Linked DNA regions of Capra hircus: region 1 is linked to region 2. A link is a contact called in public Hi-C data. All regions are on one chromosome and are shown on one strand. The core of a region is the stretch at or near the end of the contact, and the rest is flanking DNA. Distances in the headings are between cores, read along the strand shown. Region 1 has its middle 260 kb from the start of TRNAC-GCA. Region 2 overlaps SGK1 (serine/threonine-protein kinase Sgk1).

Region 1 (3,545 bases), core at 291-2,790, 420 kb before region 2:
CTTTTCCTTGCTGTGGACCTGGAAGAGTCATAAATGCGTACTCCTTGCTACATTGTCTATTTATTTATGCCTTGTAAGTGTAATGAATGCGATTTACATCAATAGCAATAATGGATAACACGTAATGTACTGAACAATTTCCTATTTGAAAATTCCGTTAGTGCTTTCATGACACTAATGTTGGTGATAGTGTTCTGCTCTTATTTCCATTCACAGATGTATGTCCATGCTCAGTGTGGCAGAAAAGAGCAGCACAGACCTGGGCTCAGATAGCTGCTCCTCCTCTAGGCTGGGGCTTCTCAGGTGGCTCAGTGGGTAAAGAATCCGCCTGCAACGCAGGAAATACAGGAGACACAGGTTCAATCCCTGGGTCGGGAAAATCCCCTGGAGCGGGGCATGGTTACCCACTCCAATATTCTTGCCTGGAGAATCCCATGAACAGAGGAGCCTGGCAGGTTACAGTCCATAGGGTTGCAAAGAGTTGGACACAACTGAAGTGAACTTCATGACCCGATGGACTGCAGCCTACCAGGCTCATCCATCCATGGGATTTTCCAGGCAAGAGTACTGGAGTGGGTTGCCATTGCCTTCTCCAGAACACATACCACCAGGCTATCTTTTGGCCCTGGCAAGTGGCTTAATTACTGTGAACCTCAATTTGATTTCATTTTAAATAGGCTTCATAAAACTTACTTTTCAGAGTTTGTGCTTAGTAATGGTGATGACTATATGCATGCACATTTTCAAAATTGTATTTTTTCAAACTGAAGTACAGTTGTTTTACAATGTGGCATTGGTTTCTACTGTATACCATTCCATTATACATTTATGCACGTTCTTTTTTTATTGCATTTACATTTTTTTCCTTAAATTTGTTAGATTATAACCACCTATCCTTAATTTCCATTTTAGTTTTTCCCCTATTGAGGTCACTGCTAGCTCAAGAACCCTCAGGTCCCAGGAGGGAGGAGTAGTAAATAAATCTATGGAATTCAAAGATGCAGATGGGGCTGTGCCAATTGTCTGGCAGGATCACTGCTTCAAAAGTGCAGGCCCAGAGGGTCCCCTGGTCCAGTGGTTAAGACTTCGCCTTCCAATGCAGGGGGTGCAGGTTCCATCCTTGGTTGGCAAGCTAAGATCCCAAGTGTCTCACAGCCAAAAAACCAAAACATAAACTAGAAACAGTATTGTTAACAAATTCAATAAAGACTTAAAAAAAAAAAAGTGCAGGCCCAGTCATTTGCCTCCTCTCTTAATGTAGAATAGTTTTCAGTGCTCAGAGCTCATCTCTTCAGATTCTGCTGTCAGCCTGTGGAAAGTCTGGGAATTAGAAGTGAAGCTGGGCTGATGGCAGGCTTGGGCCTACACACGGGCTCCAGGTCAGCTGGCCAGAGAGTCTATTACTGGGATACAAGGATCTCTTGCAACTAATATTAAATATGTGTTTTTATTTTTCACTTGTCCTTTTTCCTTGTACACATACCTCTCTCAGGAACCACAATAAGAGTGGCTCAGACCAGCCCAGGATTTAGAGATTTCTTACTGCTGTCAGCTGGCGGGGTTTAATGTGTTTTGGCTAAGCATCAACCTTGACGCTGCCCGTGGATAATTTGAGCACTTGGGCTCATTTCTTTTTAATTTCGTGAACACTTAGCCCTAGTTAGGACATGTTCTTTTTTTGTGTTTTATTGTGTGAGAGTTACCTGATAATTATGGATATAAGTTTCCCTTTCATAATTGAGAACAAACATGTTTCCACTTCACTTGTGAAACTTAAATTTTTGCTTTTATGGCAATACATTCATTATATAAACTTCAAAATACATCTGAAATATTTGATCATTAAGATGATTCACTACTTTTTTAAATAACCACTCCCCCAGGGGTAGGGCTAGGGGAAGGATGGACATATTCAGTTTATTTTCCTCTTCCTGGGAGTAGCCCAGTGGGGAAAAAAAAAAGCCCAGTTGTGGAAACTGCCCCGAGGCCTAGAGTTCTGGAGGTTTCCTTCCACTGCTGCTCTGGAGGTGACCCAGTCTTGTCAGAGTGACATGGTTCCAGAGCTCCAGATTTGCCCTTGCTCATTTCCTCCATCTGTCAAAGGAAAGTCACACTCATTGCTTATTTCCAGTATAAGACTGTAGAGAAAAATCAATAAGTTTAAAAAAATAATAAAAAAGACTATAGAGAAAATAACCAGAAAGTATCATAAGCTCAGTAATGAAAAGCCTCACTGCTAGTCTTACTAAGCAATGAGCCCTGACTTGGTGCCTAGGACTATCTTCTAAATGAGGTATCAAAATAAAAATGGTTAGGGTCATATATGTAGAATCTAAAATATGGCATAAATGGATCTATCTACAAACCTTCTATCTACACACTCATGTATAGTGAAGGAAATATTCAGTGTTTGTCTCTCAACCTGCACTTTGTACTTTCTGGATAAACTTGAGTTTATCTGCCTGCTGCTATTACATATACAATCAGAGTTTGAACTTGAGTAAAGTAGAAGATGAAGCTGAGATTTTCATTTAATCTAGATGAGTTCGTTCTCTGTCCACCTGTGTTCCTCCTCCTCATAAAGAGTTTATATATAAACATCATAGTTACTATGCGAAAGTAGACAAGTTTAATAAATGCATATCCCCATGCAAGCCTCTATTAGCATAGAGATATTCTGAGCCGAGTGGGATTCTTTGCATGTTTTAAGCCAGCATTTATACTGAATGTTGATATTTTGGAGCTGTGCCTGGAAAATTGCACAGAAGCAAATCTGCTCCCATATTTTATAGAAGATTTATGTTTTCTATAAAGTTCTAACTTCTTCCTCTAGTCTACAAGGCCCTGTGTAAGCAAGCCTTAGTCTCAGGAGCCTAGCATCGCCCATCCACTCTTCTCTCCAGGCAAGCTGGCTTTCTGGCTTTCTTTTCTAACTCATCATCCTGGTTCCCACCTCAGATTCTCTACAGTTCCCTTTGCCCTCATCAGACAATTATATGGCCTGTCACCCCCTACATATATTATCATCTCCTCAGGCAGTCTTCCCTGCCCACTCTGTTCACACGAGACTGTCCAGTAGACACATCAGGTGAGACAATGTGAGTCAGACATATAATTGTACATCTCCTAGTAGCTACATAAAAAAAAATAATAAAAAAAGATAAAATAAATTTTAATGCTACTTTAATTTAACCCCGTTCAGTTCAGTTCAGTTGCTCAGTCGTGTCCAACTCTTTGCGACCCCATGAATTGCAGCACGCCAGGCCTCCCTGTCCATCACCAACTCCTGGAGTTCACTCAGACTCACGTCCATCGAATCAGTGATGCCATCCAGCCATCTCATCCTCTGTCATCCCCTTCTCCTCCTACCCCCAATCCCTCCCAGCATCAGAGTCTTTTCCAATGAGTCAACTCTTCGCATAAAGTAATCCCATATAGGTAACATATTGTCATTTCAACACTAATAAGATAGTTTGCATTCTTTTTTCTCATTCTAGGTGCTTGAAATCTGGCATGTTTCTTCAGGACATTTAGACCAACCACGT
Region 2 (3,995 bases), core at 753-3,252:
CATTTACTCTTGGAGGCATGAGAAATTCCAAAGCCTCATGTTGCTTTAGTTAAAATGAGCCTGTTGATAAGATCCATGGTCATAGAAGGTTTCTAAATTCTCAAGATAGCTGAGGGGTACCCACTAGCTTTCTAAATATCAGGACTATAAGTGGACAGTCAGCCTCAAAGGCATCGATTTTATCAGGACGTAGTCTAGAGAAATATATCCTCCAAGTAGACCCAGCGTGTCTCAGCCCTTTGAAAGCGCACCCCTGGTCTTGGCAGTGCCTGGTTTCACGGGCTCTGAACTCTTCTTTTCCTGGTCTTTCAGTATCTGGCGCCTGAGGTGCTTCATAAGCAGCCCTATGATAGAACCGTGGACTGGTGGTGCCTGGGGGCCGTCTTATATGAGATGCTGTATGGCCTGGTGAGTAGCCCATTGAGAATCGGGGAATATTGCCCTGGGTTGATACATTTCTCCCTCTAGATTCATCTGGGCACACAAACCCCTTTGCAGACTTGATCATCATGTCTCTCTCTTTATCAGTAAGCTTAACAAATGCTGATGTGACAGGCATATTGGTTAAATTATAGGTGCCTTAAGATAAACCCTTACCTAGTAGATTTTTCTTTTGTAAGTTCACACTTTGCTAGGTTTGACCACACTTAACATATGTGAGAGTGAAAAACATGGCTTATTAGCATCTACCCCCGCCTCCCATCAGGGTGGCAAAATATAGTCACTGAAAAATCCAGGGCAAAGAAAACCTATCAAGTGATAGACTTTGTCAAATCCAGCTTCATGCATTACAGTCTGAGTCTTGATTGGTAATGAGTGCTCTCCAGAACTTCCAGTTGACTAGTAAGTAATCCTCCCCCTTCTTTCAGCCTCCCTTTTATAGCCGAAACACAGCTGAGATGTACGACAACATTCTGAACAAGCCCCTCCAGCTGAAGCCAAATATTACAAACTCTGCAAGACACGTCCTGGAAGGCCTCCTGCAGAAGGACAGAACAAAGAGGCTGGGTGCCAAGGATGACTTTGTGAGTCACGTTTCTGTCTGGGTAGAGCACTAGACCCCACTGCCCTTCCTGAATTTCAGGTATCTAAATTCATGTTTCTTTCTCAACAGATGGAGATTAAGAATCATGTCTTCTTCTCCCTAATTAACTGGGAAGATCTCATTAATAAGAAGATTACTCCCCCTTTTAACCCAAATGTGGTGAGTAGCTCTCTTGGGCATGTATGGAAACCCATGGGCTTCTCTTTTTAAGTCAGAGTTGATGGCACTGGTGGGGGTGGGGGACCCCCCAAGGAATAAATTGGCAGATATTTTATTCATAAACCATTATTTTACCCACAGAAAAAGTAGAACTCCTATCTCAATGAAGGTCACATAATTTTTCAACACATTTATGAATTAAAGTAGTGAAAGACAGAAAGAAAACATGACCTTCATAGTTTAAACTTTACATGCCCGGTGGGTTTTGTGCTTGAAATGGTTTGTGATGGTCCCTATATAGCACCTAAAGCTTGCACAAGAATTTCCCTGCCTTGTCTTCCCTGTGAATTCTTGACATGGAGCATGTTTTGTTTTGTTTTGTTTTCCTCTTCCTGCAACAGAGCGGACCCAGCGACCTGCGGCACTTTGATCCTGAATTCACCGAAGAGCCGGTCCCCAACTCCATCGGCCGGTCCCCGGACAGCCTCCTCCTCACAGCCAGCGTCAAGGAAGCGGCTGAGGCCTTCCTGGGCTTTTCCTATGCACCTCCCATGGACTCTTTCCTCTGAACGGTCTTAGGGTTGGTTGCAAAGGATTTTTTTAGTTAACCTTTTGGCAGAGCTGCCAGCTGACAGGACATCGTAAAAGAGAATTTGCACATCCCTGGAAGCTTGCACATCTTGGCAGTCTTATTGCACAGTTTGCTGGAAGCTTTTCGAAGAGCACATCCTCCTCAGTGAGCTTGTGAGATTTTCCTCTTTATTCTTCCTTCCAATGTGGTGCTATCTCTGAAATGAGCAGCAGAGGGCCGCCCGAGACAGATGCAGTGGTCTCATTGGCAGGCGGCTGCTGGTCTGAGAAGGAGCTTCTGGAGGTCTGTCCGGGCCACGATAACGAATCTTATGAAATGTGCCTTTTCTGATGAGATCGTGTTAGCTCCAAAGCTTTTCCTGTTGCTGAGTGTTCTCGTTCTCTGTTTCTCCCTGTGGACTCCCTGTGTGATCCGCCGTGTGAGTGTGGTATGCTTGCTCACAGAAGGACTCAGTTATATGCATCAATGTGACGCTTGCAGGACACTACAATGTGGGACATTGTTTGTTTCTTCCATATTTGGAAGATAAATTTATGTGTAGACTGTTTTTTTGTAAGATACAGTTAATAACTAAAATTTATTGAAAATGGTCTTGCAATGACTTGTATCCAGATGCTTAAAGAAAGCATTGCTGCTACAAATATTTCTATTTTTAGAAAGGGTTTTTATGGACCAATGCCCCAGTTGTCAGTCAGAGCCTGGTGTTTTCATTGTTTAAAATGTCACCTATAAAATGGGCATTATTTATGTTGTGGTTTTTTTTTTTTTTGCATTCCTGATAATTGTATGTATTGTATAAAGAAAGTCTGTACATTGGGTTATAACACTAGTATATTTAAACTTACAGGCTTATTTGTAATGTAAACCACCATTTTAATGTACTGTAATTAACATGGTTATAATATGTACAATTCTTTCTCCCCTCCCTACCACACACCTTTTTGTGTGTGTGATAAACCAACTTTGGTTTGCAATAAAACCTTGAAAAATATTTACAGAAATTGTGTCATGTGCGTTATTTTATATATTTCAGTTAAGGGAACAATAGTAGATCCATTTAAAATCAAAAACCATGGTAATGCTGCTGTGATTGACAGTGGCTTGCTCCTCCAGAAGCATCAATCTCTGACTCCAGAAGAGAATCAGTCAAGTCACTTCAGTCGTGTTCGACTCTGTGCGACCCCATAGACGGCAGCCCACCAGGCTCCCCTGTCCCTGGGATTCTCCAGGCAAGAACACTGGAGTGGGTTGCCATTTCCTTCTCCAATGCATGAAAGTGAAAAGTGAAAGTGAAGTCGCTCAGTCTTGTCCGACTCTTAGCGACCCCACGGACTGCAGCCTACCAGGCTCCTCCGTCCATGGGATTTTCGATAGGGCAGTCTTAAAGTCTTTTTTTTTTTTTTTCAGGCCACACTGTGCGGTTTGCAGAATCTTAGTTCCCTAACTAGGGATTAAACCCGTGCCCCTGGTAGTAAAAGCTCTTGAGTCCTAACCGCTGGACCACCAGAGAATTCCCTAAAGCCAATTTCTATCTGAGGGCTTTACCAGCATTCTATGATGTCAGTCATTATCCACAAATCCATCCAAACAAATCCTTGTCCAGTTAACTGCCTCAAGGACAGTCATGAAGTAATGTTCCCTATGTTTATTGCCTGCCCTGTGAAGTTGGCTGTTTGTCTCGACCTTTGTCTTGTCTGAAGTAACAGGTAATTCTTTAACAAATACTTGAGTGCCTTCACTGGGCCAACTATTCCAAGTACTGAAGATAAGGCAAGAGCAAAGCTGACACATCTCTGCCCTTACAGAGCTTGCTGGGAAGGGCAGACTTGGTCAATAAAGCAGTTTGTTGAAATGGAAATCAAGATAACAGTCTGCAAGTCTAGGAGAATGCCACTAAAGAGGATGAGGATAAGTGGCTCTGTTCCCAAAATGCTGAGCCGGCAGGACTCCTGGTTCCTGAGAGTAACCAGAGCCGAACTGAGTCCAGTGTCAGCTCCGAGAAGGAGCCTGAAGGGACACATCCCTGACTTGGATCAGAAGCCTCTGGAACTGGTGTGCACCCGGCACTGCCTGGGCCCACCTGTATTCAGCCCACTGGAACAGTTCCTGTGGGAGAAGGGAAAAGAGCACTGTAGGAGAGCATCATCTTGTACACAAGCTGTTTGGACTTTTTCTCTTTTCTAGGCCTTCCAGAAATTC

The links. A called contact is a pair of places that touch in the nucleus more often than the background predicts.
Region 1: a Hi-C map of blood shows a contact between it and region 2, with 3 times the contacts expected there. The contact joins two enhancer-like sites. A contact is called at or near these places in 3 of 5 Hi-C or Micro-C datasets (blood and liver).

What each region holds. Positions count from the first base shown.
Region 1 is chr9:59,808,531-59,812,075 of ARS1.2, reverse strand. No RefSeq gene overlaps it. Among named protein-coding and RNA genes, the nearest start is that of TRNAC-GCA, 260 kb to the right of the region's middle. Within about 2 kb of position 1,540, at least 1 of the 5 cell types and tissues checked has an H3K27ac peak or open chromatin away from gene starts, as enhancers often do.
Region 2 is chr9:59,392,273-59,396,267 of ARS1.2, reverse strand. It overlaps SGK1 (serine/threonine-protein kinase Sgk1), which reads left to right. Exons shown (of 14, transcript XM_005684782.3): 11 at 313-408; 12 at 870-1,025; 13 at 1,115-1,204; 14 at 1,606-2,797. The coding sequence ends at 1,773. Among named protein-coding and RNA genes, the nearest start is that of SLC2A12, 85 kb to the right of the region's middle. Within about 2 kb of position 2,002, at least 3 of the 5 cell types and tissues checked have an H3K27ac peak or open chromatin away from gene starts, as enhancers often do.